Regions from separate parts of the Mus musculus genome. Here regions 1 and 3 are each linked to region 2. Evidence: chromatin contacts called from public HiChIP or PLAC-seq and Micro-C data. All regions are on one chromosome and are shown on one strand. The core of a region is the stretch at or near the end of the contact, and the rest is flanking DNA. Distances in the headings are between cores, read along the strand shown.

What was found. A called contact is a pair of places that touch in the nucleus more often than the background predicts. HiChIP or PLAC-seq counts read pairs in DNA pulled down with a chosen protein or histone mark.
Region 1: a contact with region 2 is called in an H3K4me3 HiChIP or PLAC-seq map of embryonic stem cells, with 9 times the contacts expected there. The contact joins the promoter of Lrp11 here to the promoter of Tab2 in region 2. A contact is called at or near these places in 4 of 484 Hi-C or Micro-C datasets (B cells, CD4 T cells and embryonic stem cells), 3 of 115 datasets of contacts at active chromatin or transcription factors (embryonic stem cells and epiblast stem cells) and 1 of 9 other capture datasets (liver).
Region 3: a contact with region 2 is called in a Micro-C map of embryonic stem cells, with 7 times the contacts expected there. The contact joins the promoter of A630066F11Rik here to the promoter of Tab2 in region 2. A contact is called at or near these places in 1 of 39 promoter capture datasets (erythroid cells), 7 of 484 Hi-C or Micro-C datasets (CD4 T cells, CD8 T cells, the G1E-ER4 cell line and 3 more), 5 of 115 datasets of contacts at active chromatin or transcription factors (the 230-238 cell line, effector CD8 T cells, extraembryonic endoderm stem cells and 2 more) and 2 of 9 other capture datasets (adipose tissue and liver).

What each region holds. Positions count from the first base shown.
Region 1 is chr10:7,588,167-7,591,234 of GRCm38.p6, forward strand. Lrp11 (low density lipoprotein receptor-related protein 11) reads left to right here and starts at 1,651. Exons shown (of 7, transcript NM_172784.4): 1 at 1,651-2,447. The coding sequence starts at 1,886.
Region 2 is chr10:7,954,812-7,957,868 of GRCm38.p6, forward strand. Tab2 (TGF-beta activated kinase 1/MAP3K7 binding protein 2) reads right to left here and starts at 1,312. Exons shown (of 7, transcript NM_138667.3): 1 at 990-1,312.
Region 3 is chr10:7,661,874-7,664,987 of GRCm38.p6, forward strand. A630066F11Rik (RIKEN cDNA A630066F11 gene) reads left to right here and starts at 1,498. Exons shown (of 1, transcript NR_030698.1): 1 at 1,498-2,750. It overlaps Pcmt1 (protein-L-isoaspartate (D-aspartate) O-methyltransferase 1), which reads right to left and starts at 1,735. Exons shown (of 8, transcript NM_001347228.2): 1 at 1,202-1,735. The coding sequence starts at 1,430.

The DNA of each region.
Region 1 (3,068 bases), core at 401-2,900, 370 kb before region 2:
TATGGCTGGTTTTTCATCTGTAAAATTAAGAAATGAGATGAGAAGGGAGGTGGTGCAAGCCTGCGATCTTAGCACTCAGGAGAAGAAGGCAAGTGGTTCATGAGTTCAAAACCACTGTGCTACATAATGAGCAAGACACCATGTGTGGTGGTTTGAATATGCTTGGCCCAGGGAATGGCACTATTAGAAGGTGTGGCCTTGTTGGAGTAGGTACAGCCATTTTGGAGGAAGTGTGTCACTGTGGGGTGGGCAATGAGACCCTCCTCCTAACCACATTGGAGCTAGTCATCTTCTAGTAGCTGTCAGACGAAGATGCAGAACTCTGAGCTCCTTCTTCAGTGCCATACCTGTCTGGATGCTGCCATGCTCCTGCCTTGATGATAATAGACTGAACCTCTGAACCTGTAAGCCAGCCCCAATTAAATGTTGTCCTTGTAAGAGTTGCCTTGGCCATGGTGTCTGCTCACAGCAGTAAAACCTAACTAAGACACCATGTACGAGGAAATAGTGTTTTTCAGGCAGAACAGGGCATTGAGGAGGCTGTGACAGCATGCACAAGATCTGCTCAGGGCGAAGCCAGAGAAGATCTTAGCACAGAGGCTAGGTAGTGGATAATAGAGTCCCACCATTGGCCAAGAAGCTGTTCACAATAGCTTGGGGGTGGGGTAGTGTTTTTTCAATCTGGTGACACTGGGTATATAAGCCCTACTCCAGAGGAGGCCCCATGTTCAAGAGGAGCTAGTCAACACAATTCAGATTCCACATTTCTGGGTTTAATGTTGTTTTTGGGTTTTAAAAGTGAAACAAGAAGGGAGGGAGGTGAGTGCGGATCTGGGTGGAGTAGGGGAAGGTATTAGAATATGGTAAAGATGTATGGAATTCTCAAAGAATAAATAAAAGCATTTAAAAACAAAAGGTGACTTCAAAATTAGTAATAATGAGCTTCTCCACGTGTCTAAGCACTTCGTGGGCACTGACTTACTTAACATTCATTTTAGAAATGAATACGATGATATCTTGATCTTGAAGCCGCACACTTCAGAGTATTGTGTTCTATCAGTCAAACTAAATCAGGTGTCATCCATCCCAACACCCAGTAAACTGATGGGAGATCATCAATCGGCCCAACCCTCCTTCCCATACTGCCCGGCCTTTGCCTCCTCACAAGTTCAGCTTTCTGTTGCTAAACTTCTGGTGTTTAAGTTCTCTAAACGAAACTGAAAGGCGAATTAGAACCTGAATGTAAATGTTTTGTTTCCTTTATTACCTACCATAGTCCAAATCTCTTTAATAATAAATAATGCAACGAAGTTGGATTCCAAAAGACTGCCAAAGTTGTCTGTGGTCCCCTGGCTGTACCCGTCGCTCTCCGTAGTAGCCCCGAACTTTAGACTGATGGATTTTCTGACTCTTCCCCTCCCTCCAACCCCGAGTGCCCTGCCCTGTGAGCTATGGCCTTGCGCGAGTCTGCTTGCTGAATGAGGCCTGATGGGCCCAAACACCCACGCTGCTTAGGGTGTGATCAAGCCGCGGAGCAGCCAGGCAACTCCGGGGAGTCCCCTCCTCCTCCCCACCGGGCGCCGGAGACCGACAGACCTGCGGAAGTCCCGCCCCGGAGCCGCCCCAGCACGCCAGGCTCCGCCCCGTCGCAGCCGCTGTCCGCACGCCGGTGCTGATCCACGTAGAGGCCGCTCGTCGTCCCGGTGCGCTTCCGCGGCCGGAGCGAAGATAGAAGCACCGAAAGCTCGCAGCCTGGTAGCAGGGCCAGGGCGGCGCCGAGTCCGGCCGAGTCCGGCCCGCGATGCCTCTCGAAGCCGGCACACTCGCCGCCTCCGTGAAGCAGCCAGGCCCCGGGGCCGCCGAGCTCTGAGGCCGCGCTCGTGCCATGGCCACAAGGGGAGGAGGACCGGGCCCCGGCTTCCGGCACCGCGCGCTCCGCGGGCTGCTGCTGCTCTGCCTCTGGCTGCCCGGCAGCCGGCCCGGGGAGCCCGCCGCTCCGTCGTCCGGAGTGGATAGGCTGCTTCAGGACTTTCGCCGGCAGCTACAGCGGGCACGGCCTCGCGAGGAGCTAGAGCCGGAGCTACTGGGCGGCCCGCGGGAGGATTGCCCGGGTGCGGGCGGTACGGCGGTCTACCGGGCGGTGCCCGATACCATCATCCGCACCCAGGATTCCATCGCGGCGGGAGCCAGCTTCCTGCGCGCACCCGGGAGCGTGCGGGGTTGGCGGCAGTGCGTGACGGCCTGCTGCTCCGAGCCGAGCTGCTCGGTGGCAGTGGTGCAGCTGCCCCGGGGGCCCAGCGTGCCCGCACCTATGCCCGCACCCCGCTGCTACCTGTTCAACTGCACGGCGCGCGGCCGCAGCGTCTGCAAGTTCGCGCCACTCCGCGGGTACCGCACTTACACCCTCAGTCGCGCCGAGGACGCCGCTGGGATCCCTCCCCGGCCAGGTAAGCGACGCCAGGAGGGTCCCGCCTGCTATCGAGCGAGCAAACTTCTCTGCTTCCAGAGGATTAAAGCTGTGGGTAACCGGGAAAGTGGTTCACATTTTTCTCTGACTTTGGGCTGGTGCTAAGAAAGTGCAATAGAGGGGCAGAAGCAGACAGGGTCCGTTGGGCTGCCTTTGGAAGATAAGGGGGCAGATCGGAGAGCACTGACGGATCGATTTAAGACGATAGCCCGGAACCTTCTTTGTCCCAGTAAAGATTATTTTAGTTTTATTTTGTCTCATAGGTTTTATAAAGCGTGTTTTACCGCAGGAAATAGCAAGGACAAGATTTGATTAGATGCAGAATTGCTCCTAAATACCCACTCCTGCTTCCTGGTTTGGCTCTCTGCCAACACATAGCTCCTTCAGATATAAAAATATGAAGGAAAACTTGTCACTCCATCTCCATTCTTTTCTTCCATCCCTTGCCCAAAAATTTCCCCACATTCGTGACCTTGTTGGTTTTGTGTTCCACTCAATTTAAGGAGGCCAGCTGTGTGTGGAGGGGATTGGAGCTCTGTAGTGGGGTCTGCTGGGCTCAGTACACAGTGGATAGTGTGTAAAGTTAGTCTCTCTTTAAAAG
Region 2 (3,057 bases), core at 62-2,561:
AACTTTCCAATGACTAGAAGCCCATTTACCAACAGCCTGCAATGCTTTTGGGAACCCGAACTTCACGGAGACTCGAATAAAAGCTCCAGGAGGCTGCAAGTCTCCACCACTCTCCTGAAAACCCCTCTTATCAGAAACATTTGAAGAATTCCTCCATAACAATTAAGCTGACTTGAATGGAAACTTAGCATCTCAAATATACTATATATGGAATGAAACTTGGCCAAACACGTAAATACAAACTCACACGCTCCCTGACACTTTCGGCCTACAATTATGAGCCAAGGATTCTACAGCATCAGCAACAGACAGATCCACCTGTCACCTGTCAGCAACACCCAGGGACCCTTGTTAAGTCTTCCTCTTCCAACCACTATCTCGGGGCAAGAAAATCAGAGTAGTCCTGTGGACTCTAAGGGGGCCCCAACCTCTTCACAGCGGGGCGTGCTGCCCATTTGGAAGAAGGCTGCAGACAAGCAAAATCGGAAAGCAAAGCGAGAGAGGTGCTTCCTCTTTACCCTGCACTTAACTTCCCCGGCTCTCCCTTAACTCGCGGGCCCCGAAGTCATCGTTATCCAGACCTGGGTTCCCCCAAAGGCGTCTGGTTCCCTCCCTCCCACTTCCAGATCACAGGCCTGGGGGCGGACCGGGGGCCAAGGCACCCCCACCCCCGGCTCTCTCCGGCGCTGGGCTCCGGGGCAGGCCCGGTCCCCCTCCCCCGACGCCCCGGAGCCCAGGCCAGGCCCCAGGCTCCCCGCCCCCACCCTCCCCGCAGGACTTGGGGGGCCTCCCTGCGCCTCGCCACCGCGGGCAGGACCCGGGCGGAGCGGCGGACGAAGGCGAGGAAGGCGCGGACGCCCCGCTAGGGCTTCGCGCGCCAGGCAGAGCCGGTCCCCGAGCCGCTGCAGGCGCGGGGAGCCGGGCTGGGGGTGGGGGGGGTGGGGGGTGGGGAGGGATCCCGCCGAGGCCCCGCAGCGCCGTCCGCTTACCCTTCGCCGCCGCCGCGGCTTCCCCCTCCTCCTCGTCCGCCGCCGCCGCCTCTCCCACTTGGGCAGCCGTCTCCCCCGTCGTCACCGCGGCCGCCGCCAGCGCCGATTCCACCCGGCAGGGGGGACACCTCAGCCCTCCCTCCCTCCCCGCTCGGCCCCCTCCGCCCGGCCGCCGCCAACTCCCTCCGGCCGCCGCCGCCGCTCGCGGCTGAGGGGGAGGGGAGGGGGTCGGCCTGGGGCGCCCCGCCGCCGGCGCCTGCCGCGGATCAAAGCGATGGCCGGGGCGGCGTCGCCGCGGCCCGCTGCTCGGCTCCGGCTCGCACGGCCGCCCTGCCTCCCTCCGCCCCCACCCCCCTGCCGCTCGCCTGCCCTCCCCCCACCCCCCCAGCTCTCGCTCGCTCGCCCGCTCGCGCCGCGGCTCCGCCAGCCCAGTCCGCATCAAAATACGGCCACACAATATGGCGGCGCGGCGGCCGGCAAACACCGCGAGATCTGAGGCGGCGGCCGTGACGAGGCCTCCCTCCGCCGGGTGGCGGGGATGCTCTGTCCACGCCCCACCTCCGCCAGCCGCCGTCCCCACTCCCGGCTCGCCGTGGCCGGAGGGGACGCGTCCCGGCGCGGGCTGAGGAGGAGCACGCGGGTCCCTCACGCTCGGACGGGGAGGGAGGGAGGGAGAGAGAGAGGAGCCGAGCGGTGCGCGCGCCGCCGAGGGCCTCGCGGCTCCGGAAGCGGGTGGCGGGCTGTGCGAGCAGGGCGAGCCGTGCGAGCCGGCGGCCCAGCTCGGGGAGACGGGCGGGACCCTGCAGGCCCTGACGGGCCGCGGGGCAGGTGGGCCTGAGGCGGAGGCGAGCGCCGGGCCTGCGGGGCTGCGGGGCCGCGAGCCGGACACACCCCCTTGGAGCCGGGCCGCGCCCAGGCCGCGAGCTACCGGGTGACCCGGGAGGGACGGCGGGTCGGATGGAGACCGGGCGGTGCGGGACGCGTCCTGGAAGCCGCGGGACCCGAGCGGAGTTTGGCTCGGCCGCTGGACTTTCCTTGATCAGCAGTGGGGGCCCGCAGAGAGAACGATCTAAAGAATCAAGCGAGTCGTTGCGATTGTAACTGCACGTTCCTAGAAGACCTAGAAGCAGAGCCAAAGACACTTTAGCTTCGAGGGGAGACGCGGGGGAGGGGACACTTCTGGTTTCTATCTTCTTAAAGATGTGCTTCGTTTTCCCTCGGGGTGGGGTGGGGTTGGGTGGTGGTGGTCAACGTTCAGATGTTTCTCACAATGTAAAATATTTTAAAATCTTGGCGGTTTCATATGGCAAAAAAAAAAAAGGCTTTTTTTTTCTTCTTCTTGACCCTGTCCAAAGTGTGCATATCGCTGCCAGTTTCTTCCTTGAAGAAATTCATACTACCGAAAAAAATCCGGAAGGACTATTTTTATTATTCTGTTATCAGTATAAGCTCCATAGGTGCTTATTGCTTATTGTTTTTAAAGCCCCTTTTTTAAACACTTAAAACCCTTTCACTTCCTTTTTACACTCAGTTTTACAAAGTACCTGAAATATTGGGGTTTAGCTCTACTTAAAAACTTTTAGCCCGCCAGAAGTCAGAGTGCTAATGATTTACAACATTGGAACTTTTAAATTTTTCTCTCGGTTGACATTAAGAAAGTAAAAGTATATACTTTGAAAAAGTGTTTTTTCTGTGTTCGAAGTAAAAGTAAATTATAATTCACATAGTAGATGCTGTTTTCATTAATTCACAGTAACAGACGCCATTGAGCCCTAATACTACAGTTCTCTGAGGAATTATTTCCATAGTCAGTGTAATGATTTTAGATAAATTGAAGAAATTATTAAATAAACAGTACTTCTCTTAAACTGAGGCACAATTCGAACATATACTGCTGAAATAATAGAAGTGGATTAAGAAAAAAATAGTTCCTGTTCAAAATTTGTTTTCTGAAATGTACGTGTACACATTTTAATAGAAATATATTTTCCATATAAACAAATGTAATGGGTTTGAGAAAAGGAAGAGAAGATATAATCGTACATCATTGCCCAAATTTGAAGAGCTT
Region 3 (3,114 bases), core at 248-2,747, 290 kb before region 2:
GGTGGGGGTGGGGATGACTATTGATTCTTTGAGAAAATTCCATTGTTTAGCGTTCCAGCCCTCACGGTGATTATGAATAGAGTTGAGAAGTAAGATAAATACCTCAAAGGCTTAAAAAAAAAAAAGAAAAAGAAAAAGAAGAAGAGAAAAGAAAAGTCGCAAGAAAATTAAAAACATCACCCAGCAGACTATGATTATTTTTGAAAATTGGTGGCAAAAGAAGCTGTGAATTCTGATCAGGGTGAGGTTATGAACTTGCAGCTCTTCTTGGTCTCTGAGCCAGACAACAACACTATTTCAATTTAGAAAGGAAAGTGACACAGCATTCATTCTATCCTGAAACTATCATCAAAGGAAGCAATACAGTGACTACAGAAAATGCTATTCTTTAAAAAAACAAAAAAAAAAAAACAAAAACAAAAAAAAAAACAAAAACAAAACAAAAAACTTTTCAAACGCGCTTTTAAAAGCCAATGAACACTCTTGAAAAAAAAAGTTGGAACATTTTATACACACAATGGTCTGCTGGATTCAAAGACTCCAAACAAAGTCTCTTAGGAGCAGCATGCTCTGACAATCCCTCGCTCCCCCGCCGCCCCCCCCCCCCCAAGGGCCTATACTTTGGACAGCAACCTGAGAAACTGCTCCCAGCAACCGCAATAGTCGGAACCTCCTCTCCCCTCCCCTTGCTATCAGACAGCAGCATCTCCCTCCAAAGGAAAAAACAGAGGGCGGGGGAGGCAGAAAACAGAAAGCTTGCAGGGAATCAACCGAGAACAGTGAGAGAACCCGTAGGCCGAAGGTGGTGTCCCCTCGGTGCTAGTCCAGTCACCAGAAACAAGCCTGCACTTCCCCACCCTGAAGTCACGCCCCTCGCTAGTGGGACCGCAGACTCCAGCAACAGCCCCGCCACCTGTGCCGCACCCAGTCCCCCGCAGCCTGCGAGGAGGCAACTGCCCGTGTCCCACCCGCAGCAGCTCCCTCTTGGCTACTACCCTCTTCCCATCCACATCGCCGAGTGACAGGTCCCGGGAGAGGAGACTGCAAAAACGCACGGCGTTCCGAACTCCCGGTGCAACCGCGCTGCGACGCCCTCCAGCAGGCGCAGGGGTGCAGACCGAACGTTCCGGATTGTCAGGGGGGGACAGCGTCCAGGCCCGGCCCTGCTCCCTGGCCCACGCCGGGCGGGGGTGGCACTTACTGCGGAGGTTGTGGATTAGCTCCGAGTGGCTGGCGCCGCCGGATTTCCAGGCCATCGCGAAGCACACCCGGAGCAGGTACAGAACCACCTTCAGCGCGGCGACGGTCCCTAGCAGTTTCCCCAAGAGTGAGACCACCTCCCACACGGTCACCGCCCCGCTGGTGTCCCCGCTCGAGCGGCCGCTGTTACTGCCGTCGCTGCCACTGCCGCCAATGCGCGCTCCCGGCATCCCCCGCGGCACGCATGCGCTCTGTGACGCCGCGCAGTCCGGGGTGCGGCCAGGCGGGGCCCGCGGCGGGGGAGTCCTGGAGCCCAGTAGCGAGCGGGGGCGATAACCAGTGCTCGGTGGCCGCAGCGAGGTCGCACAAACGAACGCTGCTCAGTTCCCCTTCCTGAGGCCTGCACCTGCCTCCGTCCTGCGGCCGGCGAGCTGGTGTTCTGCGTGATGAGGCTCCTTCCTAGCCGCGGCTCTGGCTGATGCGGGATGGCGGGTCCGACGTGTGCCGCCTTCTTGGGCTCCGCAATCGCCACTCCGTCAGCTGTTGCGAGCGGCCGGTCTGCTCCTATGGCTGTCTAGATTGCTAGATGGTGTGCTGACTCCGTCTTGCCTCGTCCAACCCGGTGCACTAACCTAAGGCTTCTGGATGGGGCCAAAATAATCATTTTAACAGAGCCCAAGGGCAAAGGGCCTCTCAGGTACGAAGTCCACTAGCCTATGTCTCAGCACGGTCCTGATGAAGCAGAGGCTCTGGTTTGTTTTCAGCTCTGAAGGCATAAATTCAAGGTGGAAGAATACCGTGACATGGAATTGGGGGTAGGGATGCTTCCCTGGTTAAGAGCAAAAGTAGCCGAGAGCTATAATTGGTTACAAAATAAGCTCAGTACCCTGTGGTGGAAGTGTTATTCTTCCTACCCAAGTATGAGTTTCAGCTTAAGCTCACAAATTCCATCCTTAGACTGGACACCAATTTTACTGCTTTCATCTCTGCAACATTCTAAGAATTGACAGGAAACACTGTCTGCCGCATCCAACGTGTGCTAACTTGAACTGAGACACAGCCATGACTCCAGTAAACTTTCAGGAAGGAAACGAAGATAAGACACCTATGCTGTGCTGTGATGTCAGGAGCAATTTCCAAATTACAGTTCTTACCAAACTTCATCAGTTGCAACACTCAACCTGCATCCAACCTGAAATGTCTATCACCTATTTTCATGACTCCTGTAACTAACTATAAATGTCAGTGTTGTTCAACATTAAGAGTAAAGCGATGAGTTTTAGACCGTCCGTTTTTTTCCTACCCAGTACCACCTGCTCTTCTAGTCTGAGTGTAAAAGTTCATTAGAATCTCCTTGTGCTTAGGTACTTTCATCTGACTGCTTTTCTGTATGGGTCATGATGTTTACATCTGATGAGTTTAATCCAAATACCTTTTCCTGCTCCTCAGTCCATAAATATCACTCAACCTCAGCTTAGGTGAAGTGGTCCAGAGATGACCTTGTTTTCTCCATTTTCAAATGATTGGTCACCTCATAAATTCTATCTTGCAAAACCTATCATTTCGGTGACTGGCATTTTGTATGGGGAAAAGAAATAGCCAGGTTGGGTAACAGTCTTGCTGCTGGAAAACGAAACAAAACAAAAATCCTCAAGCTCAAAAAAAAAAGGGGGGGGCAGGCATGGTGGCACACGTAGGAGGCAGAGGCAGGCAGATTTCTGAGTTCGAGGCCAGCCTGGTCTACAGAGTGAGTTCCAGGACAGCCAGGACTACACAGAGAAACACTGTCTCGAAACACACACACACACACACAAAAAAAACAAACCCTCAAGCTCTTTATAATCTAATAACTCTCACATCATGACTCCTTTTAAAGAAACAGCCAACACAGTTTGGAACTCCTATAATATAAAG